Regions from separate parts of the Triticum aestivum genome. Here region 1 is linked to region 2. Evidence: chromatin contacts called from public Hi-C data. All regions are on one chromosome and are shown on one strand. Each heading gives the region's core, a stretch centred on a gene start, on an enhancer-like site or on the middle of the called end of the contact. The rest is flanking DNA. Distances are from core to core; before and after follow the strand shown.

What was found. Hi-C and Micro-C count contacts between places; a contact is called where the count stands out from the background.
Region 1: a Hi-C map of leaf shows a contact between it and region 2, with 2.5 times the contacts expected there. The contact joins two enhancer-like sites. A contact is called at or near these places in 2 of 5 Hi-C or Micro-C datasets (both in leaf).

Annotation. Positions count from the first base shown.
Region 1 is chr4B:640,129,945-640,133,786 of IWGSC CS RefSeq v2.1, reverse strand. It overlaps LOC123093772 (serine/threonine-protein kinase ATG1a), which reads left to right. Exons shown (of 13, transcript XM_044515825.1): 11 at 183-474; 12 at 551-621; 13 at 1,322-1,835. The coding sequence ends at 1,525. Among protein-coding and RNA genes, the nearest start is that of LOC123093772, 5.5 kb to the left of the region's middle. Within about 2 kb of position 2,501, at least 7 of the 8 cell types and tissues checked have an H3K27ac peak or open chromatin away from gene starts, as enhancers often do. A contact at or near this core is called in leaf, where this site is marked.
Region 2 is chr4B:639,935,132-639,939,237 of IWGSC CS RefSeq v2.1, reverse strand. No RefSeq gene overlaps it. Among protein-coding and RNA genes, the nearest start is that of LOC123089524, 6.8 kb to the left of the region's middle. Within about 2 kb of position 1,482, at least 4 of the 8 cell types and tissues checked have an H3K27ac peak or open chromatin away from gene starts, as enhancers often do. A contact at or near this core is called in leaf, where this site is marked.

The DNA of each region.
Region 1 (3,842 bases), core at 1,252-3,751, 190 kb before region 2:
GGACCACCATGCTTTCTCTACTCTGTATATCCCTTGTAGGCATGTTTTCATTTTGTCTAGACTTACAGCGTTTCGATATCTTTTTGATGATCTTCGCTATGATATTTATTTGATAATTTGGAAACAGTAATCCCAAATTCATCTCAACCTCACTTATGTTTGCTTTTCTGTGGTATACACAGCTTTTTAAAGGGCTGGACCTGGAGGCACTATCACTTGAACTTGTGATACTTGCTATCTGGAAAGAGGCGCTTAATGCATGTAGCTTATTGCCGGATGCTTTAGATGATGGAAGTTTTTCGACATTTGCACACGAGAATTACTTTCCTAAGAGTGATCAGCGTCTATCCCCGAATGTAGCGCAAGGATTGGATTTCACTAGGCCGGCTTCTGTTCGTTACTGGGTTGAAAGTGGGTTCATCAAGGCATATGACCGTGCTGAGAAGATATCACATAGGTTGCGGGAGAACAATGGTTAGAACATCCATCCACTCATCTTCTTGTACAAGTATACTATTTCGCTCTTATCGTAACCTTTTTCTGTTTCTAGATAACACTGAGATGCCAGACGCAATGGAGATCATATTCCAAACTGCTTTAGTATATGGGAAAACTGGTGCTGTAAGTATCACTATCTAAGTCCTGTAGATGGCTGATTTAGATTTGATTTCTTTATGCATGGCATGGATGTTACACCTGATTTCATTCACATTCACATGCATAATTCAGTTAATGTTCACCAGGAAATTGTTCAAATGAAGTAATACACCGATGCTCAGGATTAATCACTGGTTGTCCAGGCAGTTGGTTCTCTTGTTATAAGCCTATTAGTAGAAAACTACTGTACAAAACAAGGTCGAGAACGGAGTATTTTTGTATTTAAAAAAGAAAGCAAGGAAAGATTTATGTATGAACAATGATACAAGCAGAAGTGATCATGCGTGGCAGTCCGGGCTATCTACCTTTTTTTTCTGAGAAAACCCTACTATATAGTTTTATGAAATGTGGAATAGGCTCTCCTTCACACAGTTCTTGGATGCCATTTACTGAAACACTTGCCTCTAGGACATGATATTGTGGTCACTCACTGAAACACATGGTCGCCACTAAATAATGGTGTGTTGAAGAGTATTTCATGGAGTGTACTTGGATATGATTTGCTGAAACACTGCTTTAGTATATGGAAGTCGGAGCATTAGTCCTTCCCTCCAATTCTTTTGACTTTACCTACTTTACCAATAAACTCTTGATCTGTTGTTAATTATTCACGTATTGATTATAGTTGATGCTTTCTTTTGACTTTACCTACATTATTTTGCAGACAAAGGAACTTTTGGGATGCCAAAACAAATCAATGGCGCTATACTCAAAAGCAATCATCCTACTCACATTTATATTGCAGGAAGCAACCGCGTTGCCACTGAATCCACTCTTCTCGCTTTCACCATTCAACCAGCAGCGTATCCGGAGTCATCTGTGCAGTGCTCAGTTGAGCGGGCAACAGCAGAGGTCCATCAAGAACTAACTTTTCTCATGGGAATCGTCATTTCGCGAGAATGATGAGATTATTTTGCATGGAAGTCGGAGCATTAGTCCTTCCCTCCAACCTTTTTGCCCAGGAGGTGTCAAATGCACTGAAGAACTTTCGCTGCCCTGAAATTATGTTGTTATATTTGCAGAACACATTGGTCCACGTGCTCTTTCTTTGTATATATACGGTTCTAGGCTGTACAGTTATTTTCCGTCACGTTGAAAGGACCTTTCGGATTTGTATATAAATGTAACATGTGGAACTTGTAGATTGAAAATGGATTCCAAATCCTGCCTTTCTGCTAGCTGAGTACTTTTTTTTTCTGCCCTCCTGCTAGCTGAGTACTTTCTTTTTCTGCCCTTCTGCTAGCTGAGTATGTGACATGGGTGAATTTTGTTGTTACTGTGATGTGTGAAAAAACATTTGTGAAAATGGGAGCTGTTATTTCTTCGCCTCTTGGCAGTGTATTGCACGTAATTCTTCACAGTATCTTCTTTTGGATCACGACACTTTAGCTTACTTTAGCTAACGTGTGTGTTGTGCCAGAGAAAAAGAAACATTTTAAGTTCCAAATCTGAAGGTATGTGATCTTATTTTCTTATTTGAATTATAAAAGGTGTTGTTGATGGGTTCTGAATTTGGATTGGATTCGTTATAATCTTTTCATCAGTTAACAAAGGGAATGGAAAACCGTAGCCTGAACGTCAGCAAGCATGTCAATGACTGACAAGCAGACGAATGGTGCTGGAGCGTGACACAATATATAGGAGGGGGCGAGGGGCGACGTTTAAAATGCGAAGCAAAGATAATCAAGCACAAATAAATACACGGTCTTTCAGACTTTATTGGTAGTTGGGCCTAGCTTGCTAGTGCATTGCCTGCAAACAAAGTAGCAAGGAGAGAGTTGATGACAGCTGCTATCTGGCCCAGATAAACAATTTGGATGGAATGGATCAAATGGATTATTTTTTGCACTTTTGATAGACCGGGCCATGGTCCAGTATGGTCCCCAAGAGGATCCGCCAGTGGTGCTGCACAGTCCATTCGGCTACTGGATAGAAGTGGTGATAATTAAAAAAAAAAAAACAAAAAACCTAGATGAATGTGATGTGCCCGTTCTGTTTGACATGCATAGAAGTAGTTTTATCTGCTATAGTACACTGTTGACAATAACGAGCGAGCGAGCCAGTTTAACCTGTTATTACTACCACGGAACTTGAGAGCTCTACGTACCGATCGCACTGCATATCTTCAATGAAAGCACGCGAGCAGCATTTGCTACCGCGGTAGCACAATTATCATGGGCTTGTGGATCGTCCAGAACATTTCCTGGGGATGAAAATCACGCCGCTTCAGAACCAAGTCGCCCATAAAATCAAAATTGGACTGAAATCTCGAGAAACAAGGAGATGGTACTCGATCCGCTGACAGCCAGTGAAGTTGCCGGCAGTCCCTAAGATCTACTCCCTCCGCTCCGAATTACTTGTCGCACGTATGGATGTATCTAGATGTATTTTAGTTCTAGATACATCCATTTCAGCGACGAGTAATTGGAAACAGAGGGAGTACGTATATATCGTTGTACCGTGTAGCCAGATTTCTGAACGTGTGGTAGATAGACACAGACCCAGGGAGAGGGGTAGGGATAGGAGGGAGCCATGCATGTGGCTTAAAACAGAGAAATCTGGCATCCAGCGCTTGGGCCGTAGTGGAGGGAGCGGCCGTTTGCCTGGACCGGCCAGGGCCCAATCTACTGATGAATGGATGACGATCGCGTTTTGGCGCGAGAATGAATACGAAAACCGCCATGGATGGATCGGGTTAGGCAAGCTCAGGCTGGCACTCAGTGGAGTGGTACCGCATTCTCCCGGCGTCGGGTGAAAAAGATGAGGCTAAGCCTTTTCTCCCGTGCACCCATCTAGTTGGAACGAAGGCCCCGTCCCCGTGGGCTAATTGGTTTTAGCCCTCGCGTTCATCCCGCGGCCGTACGGAGTACATGCAGATTGCAGAGGGAAAGGCGTCCCCTCTTGATTCTCTTTGTGTTTTAGCCGCAGGCGCTATGTGCGGGCTGTGGTGTGGGGTCGCACGACGAGGTGAGAGGACGTGACGAACGGGAGGAGATCCTTGGCGGCACGTACGGTCCGCATGGGCCAGGACAACAGGAGGGGGGATTTCACCGGCCCGACCAGCACAACTAAAAATCGGGCAGGCGTTAGGGCACCCCTTATATTCAGTTCAAATCTGGGGCTTATATGAGACGGTCCGAACGCGTCCGTCACATCGGACAGATGATAGGGTCCCGCAGAAAATC
Region 2 (4,106 bases), core at 233-2,732:
ATTCCACTTTGATACCAACAAGTTGTAGAAACTTAGGAACAAGAAGGGAATATTCAAACCCTAGACACCTAAGTCGATGGTAGCTACTGCATCACTATATAGTTTCAACTCTTATTATTAGACAAAATGTAGTTCTTTTTAGGAAACAGAGACAAAACTTTTGCATCATTGCAGTAATAAAAAAAGAATGCTACATGGATTACTTAAGAACAAGGTCAAGGCGAAAATACATAACCCTACTCTCTCAACAAAATAAATTCTAAGGACTTTGCACCGGCCGAGGCCAAATTCGTGTCTCGCATTTGGTCTTACTAACAAGTATGGATGACACTGCCAATGTGTTCTTAAGAGCTTCACCTTCTGCTTGTTCCATATCTCCCAACCCACTAGCATGGCAAGGAAAAGGATAGCCCTGCAACGCCCGTCCCTCTGCGAGGAAAGTGGTAGCTACCATCGGCGGAGCCACGTTATGAGCTGCAGGGGCCACGGCCCCCAGCCTTAGCTAAAAACAGGAAGAATTTTTTGAAGGGGTGTTTATATTTGAAAAAATATAGCCTTTGCCCCCCCCCCCAAACATCCATTGTTTGTGCTTGGCCCCTCCTAAATATCCTGCCTAGCTCCGCCACTAACCGCTACCAATCTTTAAACGTGCGAAGTTGACCCCAAGCAGCGATGTTTAAATCGACCAAACTACACGAAGTTTGGATTGAAGTCCAAATCTACGTGCAAGACCGACTCCGGCATTCGCTTGCAAAGCGGGCAAATGACACAATTTCGATGGATCACAGAGAGCCGTCCAACTTTTGTTTTGAAAGACTAACCACACAAAAGATCTGCACCTCGCGGTGCATAGATTTTCCATATCGGAGGCGGCTAATCCATCAAATCCATTGAAAATTTCAACCGATAACTGAGATTATTTTTCAACAATCACGGATCTTCATGTGTGTTCTCACGGCCTCTGTGGTGTAAGCTTGATCGACGGTCGTTTGTGGCGAAGTCGGAGTCGCTTGTTCGGAGAGAAGTGATAATGATGGTGCTTGCGATGTATCTTGTGTGTGTGCCTGCCGGTTTTTCGATAATAGGCCGGACAACTTTCTTATTTTTCATTAATTCATTGTGCCTGAGTTTCATGAAAAAAAAGAGATGGCAAAATCATCTGGTGGCCAGATCCGTGCCCCCGGCATCCAAAGAAAGAAACGTGGAGTGCACGGCGCGCCACGGTCCGTTGCCATTCCGCCCGGCGGCGGACAGCATCCGCACTTCTTTTCTGGCCCCGTCTCTCCATGTGTTTCTTCCGTGCATGCATGTACCAAAAAGTCTTCGCCTTTCCGTTCCCGTGCACCCGCGCTCTCCGGCTCCGGCACGCCCCTCCGCCCTGCTGTGCAGACCCCATCCGGGCACGCTGAGCCTGTGCTTGTACAGTTGTACTTTTGCTTGTTCGCCCGGTCGGTACGCATGCTTGTAGCCAAGGTTAACGTCGCATATCGCGCTCCACGGGGGCCTACGCACCGTTCACTTCATTCACGTACGACGAGCATAGATGAAGACGTAGTCGTTCGATGTTGACGCTCGCTCCAGAGCAGATGTGTTGACTCCTGGACGGCGACGGTATCGGTGGAGGTTGTGTCACGAGGTCGAGTGCTAAATCGGGGAGCCGAGCCAAGAGGGATTTAATTCGTGTGTGGCAAATTTCGTGATTCTTCCGTACCCACGTCCGTACACACACTCGATCGCACCGGGCCTATGGCCTCTTTTGTGTGTGTGTGTGTGTGTGTGTGTGTGTGTGTGTGTGTGTGTGTGTGTTTTGATGATCAACTGCTCGTGTACATACATAAAACATATAGACCAAACGCAATGATGAATAGGCAAAAAGACGAGTAAAATAGCACCATCTTGATGTGCTGTGACGTTGTGTGAAAGGTAGTCACAATCGTGATTCTAAGTGGAATCGGAGCTCCAGTGATAGAATTGTAAATCATAAAATCTTAACTACCCTAATAGTAGAATCAGATAGTTAGTTTGAACTTTAAGTCATACTACAATTGTATAACAGAATCGTGATTGCGACAACTTTAATTGTGCGCATATGTATATGGAGGAGTACTAGCTAGGAAGTACGTATAACGTATTGGTAGGATGATACAAGCTCCATCATGCGTGCTGTAGTTTACCGGCTGGCGTACATATATATAGAAGCTAAAAAGATCTTAGGTGGACGGTGGACGTACAAGTAGGGTATCCACTGGGCAGTATATGTAGCTATCGATCGATCGGATCGGGCCTCCTCAGATAATACGAAGCAAGTGGTCCGATCCATCCGTGGATGATGTCCATCCATCATGCGTCCGTTGTATGTATGTGCGATCGCCCACATGCTGTGCCGTGTATATGGACCGCGCAGATGCTACGTACTTTGGCAGCATTTGAAAGCTAGTACAGAGAGTACATTCTGTACCTACGTATACGAGTGTGGAGATCGATAGTCCATATCACTCATTTAATTAAAGCGTACATGTATACATTGGTGCGAGGAGGAGGGCGGGGAAATATAGGGTGTACTGGCCTTGTGGTGAACCCGGTGCACCGAACTCCTGTAGCATATTTTAAAATGCCATTGACAATTCTAAGATAATAGAACATTCACACCACACAAATATATGTTATCACAAAATATTTAAATCAAAATTTAAAACATAGCTCGGAAAGTAAAAATGGTAAATTTAACACTGAATAGCACATAACATAAATCAGACTTTAGATTTGCTCATTATCACATTGAAGTGAAAATTTTCATTTTTGTATCTCGGGCAATGTTTTAAATTTTGATATGGAATGATAACATACATTGGTGTTGTGTTGATGTGCAAAATTTTCTTTGTTTTTCCAAAACATTTAAAAATGTGCCACGGCATTAGGTGCACCAGTAGCACCGCAAGGGTGAGTGCACCGGATACATTCCCGGGGGAGGGCACCATTCCGGTTTTTGCTACTGTAGCATAATGCTAGGCTAAGAGCAACTCTAGCTGAGTCGCCAAATCGGTCCGATCGCCAAAATTATGAAGATTTTGGCCAAAAAATGCACTCTAGCACAATCATCACGTGCCTCCAGACACTAGCGCAGAATTTCCTAAATAGATTGATCCAGACACTATCACTAGCGCAGAATCGCCAGTCCGTGGTCACGGATGCGGGAGGACGCCATTCAACCGTAGCCACATACATTTCAATCCGCATTTGAACTAACTGGACGAAATTCATGCAAAGCGGCCAATATTCATCAAAATTTGGATAGAAAATACCATTTTTTGCAATGAAATTACCATCATGCAACTCGTGGACTAGTGGCACGTATCCACTATAATTTTGGCTGTTTTGATAACGTAGAAGTCTCAACATCATTTATAAATGAGATAAGAGATCCTTTCTCCTCACAGGTTAGCTCGGAGCCCTAACTATAATACGTCTTGTCTACATCGTTCCGAGTATTTCTTCGAGAAAAGAAATAAGTTGTCAATTATAAATAAACAAATTTAGTAGGGATGACCATCAACTATTTTAAATAAACAATATTACTTAACAAATTGGTTTGACAAACTCACATAGAGGTGAACTGGAAGCATATCCACATCCACCCAAATGTCGATATTATCTTCAATATCATCTTCAGGACGAATATCAAAGGTTATTTGCATATTCTCCTGAAATCTATAGGCCTTCCATAGAGCTCCACAATTTGAGCAACCAAATTATGAGTGATTAACTGCATTGTAAAGCTTAACCCGAAAAGTGTAACCATGTTTAGTCCTAAAGTGAGCTTTCCACGTCCCATATTCTCACTATCTTGGAAACCGAGCTTCACTATCTTGGAAACCGAGCTTCTCCAAGACATATCGTCTTGCATGGCAGGGCATGCACTAATCAAATTGTAAGAAATGGAAATTACATGTTGAAGCAAAGAAGCACAAGTCATGATTAATTACGAAAAAATACTTGTCGTCGTTACATACAGTAAAAACATCGAAGGTCTCATCGAGCTTCATGGTGAAGAACCTACCGTTTTTCAGGTAAGGCCTATCACACATACCCCTGTCGTCGCCTCAATA